Linked DNA regions of Mus musculus: regions 1 and 3 are each linked to region 2. A link is a contact called in public Hi-C and HiChIP or PLAC-seq data. All regions are on one chromosome and are shown on one strand. The core of a region is the stretch at or near the end of the contact, and the rest is flanking DNA. Distances in the headings are between cores, read along the strand shown. Region 1 overlaps 4933406I18Rik (RIKEN cDNA 4933406I18 gene). Region 2 holds the start of Pde3b (phosphodiesterase 3B, cGMP-inhibited). Region 3 overlaps Pde3b (phosphodiesterase 3B, cGMP-inhibited).

Region 1 (3,985 bases), core at 578-3,077, 53 kb before region 2:
TCTTTTTCAATTTAACTACGCTTCAAGATCATTTCTTCAAGTAGCATGTGCTTCTCCCAATTGTGTGTTAGTTACTTTTCTGTTTCTATGGGGAAATACATGACCAAGACAATTTATTAAGAAGAAGTTAACTTGGCTTGTGGTTCTAGAGTGATACGAGTTCACCATGGTGGGAAGGCACTGCAGCAAGCAACAGGCTTGATTGATGGGAGAAGCAGGAAGCTGGCTGATGACATTTTCATTGGCATGTGGGAATCAAGAGAGCAAACAGGAAGTACAATGAGACTATAAACTCTCAAAGCCTGCCCAGGCAACATACTTCCTCCAGCAAGGTTCTACCTACCACAGGTTCCACAGCCTCCAGTCAGCACCACCACTGGCAAGTAAGTGTTCAGATAACTGAGCCCATGGGGAGCAGTTCCCATCCAAAGCACTACATATTGCTTGTGTAAACAGACGATACATGTTCTTATTTCTGTGGGCTTCTGCATATGCTATCTCTTTGCCTGGAATGTCATTACTTCTTTACTTGTTAACTTCCTAGTTACCTTCTGTGTCTAAGGCACTATTTCCTCTAAAGAGCCTTTGACATCCTCAGTTTGTTTGCTCTCTGTGCTGAGCTTAATGTGGCATGCCCTTCTCATAATTTTCTGCTTGCCCTGTGCCCTCAGAGGCAGACTTTTTTGCACAATATTAATCAGGTTTTGGTGTTTGTTTTCTGCTGGTCTTAAAAACCAGAAGCCCTGGAAGAAGCTAGGAGGACAATAAAGAGTGTTAATGATAGTAATATTTTTCCAACTTCTCTTGGCAGGAGAAAATATTACTATCATTATATTAAGTGTCTTGGCAAGGCCTTCATTAATCTATTAAATCTGAATTACTAACAGGTAACCCTCTTCTATAGATTTATTTCTGGATTTTGGTAATAATTTCTTCAGGCCTACAGGGATCAGAGACCCTTCAGAATCTCCAACTGTGTACAACTATGTGAATTAATCTCTTACTAAACTCTTTTAAATAATTCCTTATGAGCATACCATGTTTACTACTATGACTGGCTTATGCTTGAAGTACCCTTTATATATCTCTTTCATTGTAATAAACACATTTTATTACAAATATTGTGGCTTTTCTATTCCTCTCATTAATTCCCCTGAAGTTAGGTTCAGAGTAAAGGACATTGTGGCTATGTAGGAGACCATGTCCTCCTCTTTTCCTAGGAGGGCTTTGTGAACATGGTAGAGTAATGCAGAGGCCAGAGCAAAGAGGGATATGCAGAATGTGATGGGCATGGAAGTTATCTTTTAAGTAAAGAGCTAAATGACAGCTTGGTATGTACCTTCAATTATCTTCATTTGGCAGAAAGTAGTACATGCAGAAAACATCGGCTTTGATGCAACCTGGTCTTGGAAATCCACTTTGCATCTTATTAGCAATGCAACACTGGGCAGATTATGCTTGCAGCAAAGGAACTATGTTCTGGCTGTTTTTAGGTCATTTTATCTATGAGGACGTCATCTGCTTCTCAGACGGATGCCCATTTCATTGCTTATTATGTTATTACTCACGCCCTAGCCCATGTCTTTCTTTTCCATTTTTGACATATGCCTGCCTTATCTTCCAGCCATCAGATTATACTGTCTGATAGCATGGGACTATCCAGAAATATGATTATTCTTCTTACTACTTTAATTTTTCCTGTTTTTCTAGTTTGAGATTGTATCTCATTTAACTATTTCCTTAGTTACTGATTGACTTAATGGAATTCAACTTCACTGACATAATTTCTGAACTTTGGCTACCTCTAACATCTATTTGAACCACAGTAGCTTGTCAAATTGCTCTGCTATTTTTATTGCCTCTTCCAGAACTACTGAAGCTTATTACCAATGGTCACTTCAAAATGCGTCAGCTATTTTAGTCTCTCAATAGTTATTCAAATGTAACACACTTTTTCTTGACCATTGAAACCTGTATGTTTTATACCTGGCAGTGTATATTTCTGGGAATACTTTATGGAATTGTCTAAATCTTGAATCATAAGTGAATAGCTATTTATACATTGAAACACAGAAATAGTATTTAAGAAAGCTACTTTTCCAAATTGAGGATAGCTTTCTGCTAACATTCTTCTATTTCCTATTTCTTGCATGGTCCTCTGTCCTTTTGTTTTTTTATTTTTTAATTTTTTGATTACAGACTGTTGATTCACAGATTGAGAAACTATTTGCTACAGTCTACTATGTAATAAGCAACAGTGACATTTGGTCAACTTTATGAATGACTTCAAAGTCAATTTTTTTTTTTTTTGGATTTGAGTCTAGAACACAGGATGTTACAAAGTAACTTTTAAATTACTAGAATAATAATTCTCTGATTAGTATTTTTGCTATATAGGCATGTTTCTGCTTCTAAGGCAATTACTTATTAATTAATTCAACTAATATTTATTGAGTCTTCCCTATATTAAGCTCTACATTAGAAATCCTGTAAAGAGATGAATATGGCAAACCTGTGTATTTAAACTGGGGAGAAATATTTTAAATAAGCAAAAATATGATGTTAAAATATATTGTCATATAAATTCATATAAATTGTTAGAAGAATACAGCAGAAGAGAGAACTAATTCTTGCCTGAGATTTGAGCCACCTCACTCTTGAGCCAAAGGCAATTATACAGAGAACAACAAACAAGCAAACAGTAAAATCCTGAAACAAAACTCTATTAAATTTATGTTTTAAAAATGTTTTATGTAATATTTTTTCTCTTGGGCATGTAGGGATGATACCACAAGAGAGATAACTGTGAAATCCAACAAATAAAATAGGATAGTGCAATTCTGACAGATGGAATCACTGTCTTATGATCCTATACTTCTAAGCATTGGATTTTTCAGATCCTGTTAGGCAATGACTACCAGAGGAAACTTATGCCATATACATAGAACTTAAGGGATTTAATAGAATCACTTACTCATCTTTAATAATCATAATAAGGTAACTATATGGAATCAGATTCTAGGTTAGTATTTTCTGTTTTTTTAATAATTTATTTTTATTTTATGTTCATTGATGTTTTGCTTGCATGTATGTCTGGTTACAGACAGTTGTGAGCTGCCATGTTGTTGCTGGAAATCGAACCCAGGTCTTCTGGAAGAGCAGCCAGTGCTCTTAAGCACTGACCCACCTCTCCAGTCCTGTTTTAAAAAATAATAGTATTTTAAAATTTATACTTGAATGATATTGGGCACACACCTTTACAAAATTTAGATGACAGGGATTGATAGATCCATGTACATTCTATGCAGATATTTTACCACTGAGTTACAATCCTTAATCCTTGAGGTTGCAAATATTGTGTATTCATGTTCTAAAGAGTGTTTTTAGAATTGTAACACACAAAAAACCTCTTCTTTAGCCTTTTTAGAAAATCAACTACAACAGAAAGAACAAGCAGGATTTCCTCTATAACTAATATTGACTTAACTTTACAGGGTCCCAAACTTGAATGCCTCTGTTTATTCATGAAATAGAGCCAGGCTATTGGTCCATTTGGATTCTCTTCCAACTTTTGCAGTTCAGACTGTTCAGCCAGTTTAACTCTTGGCCTCTCAGGTGAATTGACTTACAAATGTTATAGAAAAGGCCAGAGTGCTGTTATGAAAGAAACCCAGGCCCTGGAACACAGCCCAGTAGATTAGAGTTGCTCAGCAAAAGAGTTTGCACTAGCTACACTTGGGAGTTACCCTTCGTTTTCTTTCTTTCTTTCTTTTTTTTTTTTTTTTTTGCCTTTGTCTCAGACCATCTGGATGTCAAAAGTGCTAATAAGCAACTGACTCACTGGTAGAATAAATCCAATCTGTTGATTCTGTTCTGGAAAGCTCTGTAATGAAAGAAGTACTGGCAACAGAGTAGTAGAGCAATTTCCCAAGGTTTGAGGTCATATGTCTAGTTATGAGATGGCATATTGATATGAGTGGGCACT
Region 2 (4,063 bases), core at 524-3,023:
TCTTTTCATTAACATGTCTATTTTATCTCAGATGACAAGCTCAGATTTAAAAATAACAATACAATAACTTTAACTTGTTTTATAAGTTTTTATTTTAAAACAATGACCTAAAATGGTATTTTAGTAATGGTGATGCTTGTTTTGTCATGCCCTTCTATATGAACTCAAAATATGTAGGTCAAGTTTCCTATTTAGTCTTCAATTGATTCTGTGTGTGTGTTTGGGGGGTGTGTGGTCTGTGATGATTTTATGTACAGGATTTAAAAGATACTTGTTGAGTTTAGCTAAAATGAGTTTCCTCTTTTCATGTCTAGTGGAAAAAAAGATTCAGTGAATTTTTATCATTTAGGACATTTGGGTAACCATTTGAACACTCCATTAAATATTTTTTCTTTATCTAACACATAAAAAAGCCAAGGAAATTCTGGTCTTTTCCCACATTTGTCAAATTCTTGTGTTAATTCTTCAGTGATTTCTATTATGTGTGTGAATTATGACTATATATGAAAATGGTCTGCTTTAGGTCATGGCTATGGGCTTAGATTAATTGGTGAAAAATAGGTCTGTTTGTGGGATTTACCACACAGTAAGGTTTCTCATCTCCCTGGAAAAATGTGGAATTAGCTTTTTAAGAAAAGCAGGCCTGTCATGAGGTTGAAGGGAGTTTCAGTGGAGGGAAACAGTTTACACTTTCTAAGGCAGTTATGACTGGTTGGATTCCAGGGCAATCCCTTTCATTCAGCAAAGTTCTTTTCTCCAACCTTTACGTCTGTCTTTGCTAATATCACTTCTACTTTTGTCTTTCCTAGTGTACCAGTTTCACAGGTCTTTCACAGAAAACATAATTGGCTTCTTTCAAGGCCAACCCCATTCAAGTTGATAGTGGTATTAGGACTGTGGGACTCCCTTCCCTCCTTTCCCCAAAGAACACACCCCACAAAACACACCGTTGCACAGAACAAGTCTCTCACTTGGAAAGAACCTTTGGGACAGCAGGTCTATGTGAAACAGTGCATGTCTGGCAAGGATGCTAATCACAGGACTGGATATTAGTTCTTAGCCTCACTGAAAAGGGTTCTTCAGCAAGACGTGCTCGCTATCAGAGTGCACTCTCCAGGGGTCCTCCTCCCTTGAGCCCCTGAAGGGATTCAAGGCCTGCTGCTGGGCCCCAAATCTCCCTTGCCCTGGAAGCCAGATGTGACTGACAGTGTTGAGTTTCTTCATTCTGGTCTGGCCTCAGTGTTGGCTGAGCCTCCAGCTTCATGTCTCCATTCACAGTCTGAGGGCACACCATGAGCTCTCACCTCACTAGGCACTGCCCTTGGGGTCCATGTCTCCCCAAGACCTCGCAGTGACCTGAGTGGGTCTTGTATGTGACTTACCTCAAAGGGGACTGTGCTTCGGGGCGTCTCAGGACTGTGATCAGTCCCTCCCATCTGCCAAAGAGCTCGCCGCTCTGTGGCAGTCCGGGGGGTAGGGGTTCCGACTTCAGCAGTGGAGCTCTCGGTGGCCCGCGCGCGCTCCCCGAGGGGTCCAAGTCTGGCAGCCTGACGCGACGGCTGTCTCACTGGAGCGACCAGCCGGGCCGTGGGCGCGCGCTCCCCCGCGGGGTCCCGGATGCGCATCCTGACGCGGGCCGCGGCCGCCCCAGTGGCGACCGGCCGAGCTACGGGAGCGCGCGGGGCCGCCGGCGGGGCGCGCGCCCGGCAGGGGCAGCCGCGGGGGAGGAGCGCCCGATCGCGCGCCCAACGGACCAGGCTGCGGCCGTGAGGTAACTGTTGCAGCGCGCGGGAGCTGGGAGGCGACGCCGCCGTCTCCCGTCCCGAGCCGCGCTTGAGGGAAAAGGGAAGAGGCGTCCGCGGCGGTCCCGGGACACCAAGAAGCCCTTCTCGCCGCTCTCAGTGGCCGGCATGAGGCGGACGCCGCCGCCCCTCAGCCCGCGCGCCGGGGATCCCGGCCGGTGGCGGCGGCGGGCGCAGCCGTGACCGCTCTGCGAAGCTCGGGGCGCCCAGAACGCGGAGGGCGGCGCGGGGTCGGCAAGCGCCAGCGGCCCCCCGGCGGCCCGGGGCCATGAGGAAAGACGAGCGCGAGCGGGACGCGCCAGCCATGAGGTCCCCGCCGCCGCCGCCAGCCTCGGCCGCCTCGCCCCCCGAGAGCCTGCGCAACGGCTACGTGAAGAGCTGCGTGAGCCCGCTGCGGCAGGACCCTCCGCGCAGCTTCTTCTTCCACCTCTGCCGCTTCTGCAACGTGGAGCCGCCGGCGGCCTCGCTCCGCGCCGGGGCACGCCTCTCGCTCGGCGTCCTGGCCGCCTTTGTCCTGGCCGCGCTGCTGGGCGCGAGGCCCGAGCGCTGGGCGGCCGCGGCAGCCGGGCTCCGGACGCTGCTGAGCGCCTGCTCGCTCAGCCTCAGCCCGCTCTTCAGCATCGCCTGTGCCTTCTTCTTCCTCACCTGTTTCCTGACGCGCGCGCAGCGCGGCCCGGGCCGCGGCGCCGGCTCCTGGTGGCTGCTGGCGCTGCCCGCCTGCTGCTACCTGGGCGACTTCGCGGCGTGGCAGTGGTGGTCGTGGCTGCGTGGGGAGCCGGCGGCGGCGGGCCGGCTCTGCCTGGTGCTGAGCTGCGTGGGGCTGCTGACGCTCGCGCCCCGCGTGAGGCTGCGGCACGGCGTCCTGGTGCTGCTCTTCGCCGGCCTGGTGTGGTGGGTGTCCTTCTCCGGCCTCGGGGCTCTGCCGCCCGCGCTCAGGCCTCTGCTGTCGTGCCTGGTCGGGGGCGCGGGATGCCTGCTAGCCCTGGGCTTGGACCACTTCTTTCACGTCCGGGGAGCCTCCCCTCCGCCGCGCTCGGCGAGTACCGCGGAGGAAAAAGTGCCTGTGATCAGACCCCGGAGGAGGTCCAGCTGCGTGTCGCTGGGAGAAAGCGCAGCCGGTTACTATGGCAGTGGCAAGATGTTCAGGAGACCGTCGTTGCCTTGTATTTCCCGAGAACAGGTAGGGTTCTTGGGCGGGCATGGTCTGGGAAGAGGAGCGCGGGGTGGAGGAGAAAGCGGAGCGCGGGTGGACCGCTTGCGTGTCCCCGGCGCAGGAGCGCAGCTGCGAAAGCGCGTGGGCTCGCTCAGAGGAAAGCAAGGGGCAGCAACCTGTGGTCTGCGCTGGAAAGGCTGCCCCAGTATGAGGGGCTCGTCAAAAAACGCAGAAGCCAGTGAGTGGCTTTTTCCCAGTGAGTGAGAATGAAATCATTCACTCTCTGACTTAGCTTCTACATAGGAGGAGAGTTTTCAAGAATGAGGTGACCGACTTGAGGTTTAGTAGATTTCACTGCTTCCACTTTGGACACACTAAGCTCCTACATATAGCATTTGGGTACAGTTTATCCGTTTGCTATTAACATGAGGATGCTTGCCCGGAGTTGACAAGCTGCCTTTAGAATAAAAGTGTGTATGCAGATTTTTTTTTGACAGTTCGGGCTCATTGCAAGTGGTGATGTGGGAGGACAAATGAGTGTTTTCATAGTTCAAAGAACAGAAATGAGCCTTGGAATTTAGACTTGGTTTAGATTAATAGACAGCAGTCTATACTAATACAATTAAAACTGTTTTTTACAGACTACAGACTAACTCATGGGCTTTGTTATTTGGGCTTTGTATTTCTTGCATAATTAGGAGAAAGTTTTAGCAATTTAACCTTTAAACTTAGTAATGTGTGGAAAGATGGCCAAAACATTTCCTCCCCCAACCCCCATAGGCTTTCATATTTTGTTTTTAAAGGCATTTGAAATCATCACGAGGGGATGAACTTGTATTTGTATTGCGTTGGGAGATCCACCTGGTCTATACTACCAAGAGATCCTTTAAGTATAGCTGCTCTATTGAGCATTTACCGAGGGCAAACCCTTTACATTTATTGTGTCAGATCTTTCCAAGAACTGTGTTTGGTTGGGTAACATTAACATTGGATTAGACAGACATGTGTTCAGGCAGACAGAAGAACTAGGGCTAAAAAAGTGTTAGTGTTAGGGTCTGATTAGATTTGTCAGTTCTCAGAGGTGTGTTCTCTGCAACTTAGAGGGTAA
Region 3 (4,119 bases), core at 634-3,133, 38 kb after region 2:
GATGCTCATGCTGAGAGATGCAGTTGTAGCTAACAAAAGGTTTTTGTTTTATAGTTGTGGACTACTGCTGGTCATGCTGTTTCTGAGATAATTTATTGGTATTTCCTTTCCTATTGCATATACATATGCCCAGAAGCTGGAAAGAACCCAGATGTCCCTCAACAGAGGAATGGATTTAGCAAATGTGGTACATTTACACAATGGAGTACTACTCAGCTATTAAAAACAAAGAATTCATGAAATTCTTAGACAAATGGATGGATCTGGAGGATATCATTCTAAGTGAGGTAACCCAATCACAAAATAACACACATGATAGGCACTCACTGATAAGTGGATATTAGCCCAGAAGCTTAGAATACCCAAGATACAATTTGCAAAACACATGAAACTCAAGAAGAAGGAAGACCAAAGTGTGGATACTTCAATCCTTCTTAAAAGGGGAACAAAATACCCATGGAAGTTGTTACAGAGACAAAGTTCGGAGCAGAGACTGAAGGAATTACCATCCAGAAACTGCCCCACCTGGGGATCCATCCCATAAACAACCACCAAACCCAGACACTATTGCATATGCCAACAAGAGATTGCTCACAGGAACCTGATATAGCTGTCTCCTGAGAGGCTCTGCCAGTGCCTGACTAATACAGAAGTAGGTGCTCACAGTCATCCATTAGACAGAGCACAGGGTCCCCAATGAAGGAGCTAGAGAAAGTACCCAAGGAGCTGAAGGGGTTTGCAGCCCCCTAGGAAGCACAACAATATGAACTAACCAGTAACCCCAGAACGCTCTGGGACTAAACCACCAATCAAAGAAAACACACGGAGGGACTCGTGGCTCTAGCTGTATATGTAGCAGAGGATGGCCTAGTTGGTCATCAATGGGAGGAGAGACCCTTGGTCCTGTGAAGGCTCTCTGCCCCAGTATAGGGGAATGCCTGGGCCAGGAAGCAGGAGTGGGTGGGTTGGGGAATAGGGGGAGGGAGGAGAGGATGGGGATTTTTGGAGGGGATACTAGGACAGGGGATAACAGTTGAAATGTAAATAAAGAAAATATCTAATAAAAAAATGAAATGAACAAACAAACATGTGGATAGATGAAGTTGCCAAGGAAGAGTATATCCAGAACACAAACGGGGACTCAGATTTAAGTATTGGGCCACAATTCCATTGTAAACCAGAGGAAGAGGACTTGAGAAGTAGGAGAGACACCCAGGAGAGGAGATCACTTAAACCTCGATGGGGGTGGGGTGAGTGGGGGAGGTTTTGAGGATACAAACTAGGTTGGATAATTTTGAAAAGCTGATGCAGAGGTGATTTGTAAATTGTTATAGGATTTTGCAAAGTGAGGATTGTTTTTGTCCTTTAAAAGTTGTTTCAGCCAAATTGTTGCCGTCAACATCAGATCAGAGCAGGCAGAACAGTCCCTGGGACGAGGGGGAAGAGAAGAGGGGGAAGAGAACAGTCCCTGGGACGAGGGGAAGAGAAGAGGGGGAAGAGAAGACCCTTTTGAGAAACCTTTAGCTGCTCTGGGGAAGGACAGAGAACTGAACAGTTACTTATGAGGAGGAAGTACATTCTCTAGAGTGAAGAGGCTTTTTTGTTTTGTTTTGTTTTTTGTTTTTGTATTCTCTAGAGTACTTCTGAACTTAGGATGCATCTATCCTTGCTATCTTCTCTCTTAAAGTGAAGTCTGTCAATTATCTGTTACCTGGAAGATTGATTCCTAATACCTTTTTGCAGGAAGAGGAAGGCTAGTTTATTTTTCACATTTTCTGTGTACTATAGTTCTCTCTTTCATTTTGTTAGAGTCCTTAGCAAGTGGTTCCTGTTTCTTTGAATGATAAGGACTGAAGCTTCTGCTTTTCTATGTTGTAATAGCTGTCAGGGAAAATTTGAGTGACAGTGCTAGTGATAACTGTAATTAGACAATATATAATGACGTTTACTGTGCAGATGGGGCTATTTGAGAAGACATGTTTAAATTTTTTTCTTCTGATTTGTACATGTGACACACCTGTACCTACCCATCCGTACACAGCTCCCTGTAAGCATACGGTGCCACAGTGTACATGTGGAAGTCAGAAGACAGCCTCCACAGTTTTCTCCTTAGACTTTGCTTCTAAAGCAAGCTCTGTGATATTGTTTCTGTCTTGCTGTGTATCCACACTAGATGGCCCATGAGCTTCCAGGTGGCTTCTGACATTTTTACCAACTGACCCTTCTTGTTGGTCCCTGCTTTTAAAATTTTAATATTGAAAGCCACATGAAAGCCACATGAAAGGAGTGGTTATTAACCTCAACAGAGAAACTATGGGCCGAGAAACGGTCTGTATTGTTGTAGAGCTTTTCTTCTCAGCCACCTTGTTTATTGGGCTCTGCATTTACAAAGCAATGTCTCATCTTCTTCAGTATATATCTTTGATAAATCATTTTAGCAGATAATTCTTTGCTTTTATGTCTATTATAAAAGTGTATATTTAGTATTCAATCATTTGTAACTTTATTATCTTTGAGAATCAAATTCTAAAACTAGATGGGATATTTAATTAAATAGTAATGAAAATAAATTTACTAATAGGCAGACATTTTGCTAAGCTGTTTCATTCCTTCTTTATGTTGTTGTTTACTTTGATAGCTGTGAATTTGAGTTTTTAATGTATTTGTACTCTTAACAATGAGTGCATTTGTTTCTTGTTTTGCTGTTCTTTTATATGGTTTACCATTTCTAGGATGACAGAGTAGGCCATCAGATTACCATTCTTAAACAACACTCTTGGTTTTATGACATTTCATTTTGACAATGCTAAAGAACATGCTCACAGGCTTCATTAATGAGTGTTAATGCTGTATCTATGGGTGCTCTACCTACTACAGAAAATTGTAATTTGTATATTAGTAAGCATTAGAATATGTAATTAAAGTTCTTGTTAGTAAAATGCTTAAGTTGCAAATAGAGTTCATGGGTTTAAGTCTTTGTTATTTTACTATCAGAATTAAAATTTTAAGTTATAGCCAGGCGTGGTGGCGCACGCCTTTAATCCCAGCACTCGGGAGGCAGAGGCAGGCAGATTTCTGAGTTCGAGGCCAGCCTGGTCTACAAAGTGAGTTCCAGGACAGCCAGGGCTACACAGAGAAACCCTGTCTCGAAAAACAACAAACAAACAAACAAACAAACAAAAAACAAACAAACAATTTTAAGTTATAAACTTAAACTCCTTCATTTCAGATAATTGACCAAAGTATCTGTGGTTGATTGTGTTATGAAGTTATTTTATAATAATGATAGGATAAACATATTTTATACTTTTTCTGAAAATTATTTACTCATAACTTAATGAAAGTATTTCTACTGTGACACTTTTGAAAGGTCTGTTTTTTTTTGATGACAGTATAATGAATGTCCGAGGCAATGCAGATGACCCAGGGAGATTGTGCTGCAAGTTCTTGCTGGACCCCTGGCAAAGGAGTGATCTGTTAAAGGCCAGTGTCACCTTGGGCTCTGTGAGGCTAGGGTGTTCACTGCCTGCTGTTCACAGCTCCCCTTGTCACCTGAGTAATTTGCCAGTACACTAATCTCTTTGGAGATAAAATTCCCTAGTGTGTTACTAACTGTTGAAGTGTGTTTTTTTTTTTAAAGAATTTACAGTACTGTGACTGAGATATTAATATTTAAAATACTTCATTCCTTAATTCTCCCTCATTTGCTTACCCACAGCCTATTCAATTTCTTTGTTTGGCAGAACTCTGCAAAATGTGTTACCCACTCCTGAGATTGTTCAGCCCCTGATGTGATTTGTTTCTGGTGGTAACTTGTCTTGTGTTGTGTGTAGGAGACAGGTATTTTTATGACCGATTGTTATGTAGTGCATGCTCTGTGGAATTCAGAGGAAAATCCAGGCTCAGTGATTAACAGTGCCAAAAAAACCAAACCAAACCAAACGAACCAACCTAACCGAACCTAACCCAACCCAACCCAACCCAACCCCCAAAAAACCCAAAACAAGTAACTGGCCATTGTTCAAATGACAGGGGTGCTGGTGCTGTTTCTCTTTGGCCTTTCAGACTTCTGTTGCCCCCAAATTTCATTTTATTGGGAATCCATTTTCTACCTGGTCT

Evidence for each region. Hi-C and Micro-C count contacts between places; a contact is called where the count stands out from the background. HiChIP or PLAC-seq counts read pairs in DNA pulled down with a chosen protein or histone mark.
Region 1: a Hi-C map of liver shows a contact between it and region 2, with 3 times the contacts expected there. The contact joins the enhancer-like site here to the promoter of Pde3b in region 2. A contact is called at or near these places in 9 of 484 Hi-C or Micro-C datasets (B cells, beige adipocytes, brown adipocytes and 3 more), 7 of 115 datasets of contacts at active chromatin or transcription factors (the SCID.adh cell line, embryonic stem cells, liver and 3 more) and 3 of 9 other capture datasets (adipose tissue, liver and pancreatic islet).
Region 3: a contact with region 2 is called in an H3K27ac HiChIP or PLAC-seq map of the HPC-7 cell line, with 4 times the contacts expected there. The contact joins the enhancer-like site here to the promoter of Pde3b in region 2. A contact is called at or near these places in 9 of 484 Hi-C or Micro-C datasets (Th1 cells, Th2 cells, brown adipocytes and 6 more), 5 of 115 datasets of contacts at active chromatin or transcription factors (the HPC-7 cell line, the SCID.adh cell line, bone marrow-derived macrophages and 2 more) and 1 of 9 other capture datasets (adipose tissue).

The regions. Positions count from the first base shown.
Region 1 is chr7:114,360,549-114,364,533 of GRCm38.p6, forward strand. All of the region lies in intron 1 of 4933406I18Rik (RIKEN cDNA 4933406I18 gene), which reads right to left. Among named protein-coding and RNA genes, the nearest start is that of 4933406I18Rik, 53 kb to the right of the region's middle. Within about 2 kb of position 1,828, at least 8 of the 459 cell types and tissues checked have an H3K27ac peak or open chromatin away from gene starts, as enhancers often do. A contact at or near this core is called in liver, where this site is marked.
Region 2 is chr7:114,413,481-114,417,543 of GRCm38.p6, forward strand. It overlaps Pde3b (phosphodiesterase 3B, cGMP-inhibited), which reads left to right and starts at 1,774. Exons shown (of 16, transcript NM_011055.2): 1 at 1,774-2,982. The coding sequence starts at 2,071. 4933406I18Rik (RIKEN cDNA 4933406I18 gene) reads right to left here and starts at 1,681. Exons shown (of 4, transcript NR_029437.1): 1 at 1,383-1,681.
Region 3 is chr7:114,451,543-114,455,661 of GRCm38.p6, forward strand. All of the region lies in intron 1 of Pde3b (phosphodiesterase 3B, cGMP-inhibited), which reads left to right. Among named protein-coding and RNA genes, the nearest start is that of Pde3b, 38 kb to the left of the region's middle. Within about 2 kb of position 1,884, at least 99 of the 459 cell types and tissues checked have an H3K27ac peak or open chromatin away from gene starts, as enhancers often do. A contact at or near this core is called in the HPC-7 cell line, Th1 cells, adipose tissue and 5 more, where this site is marked.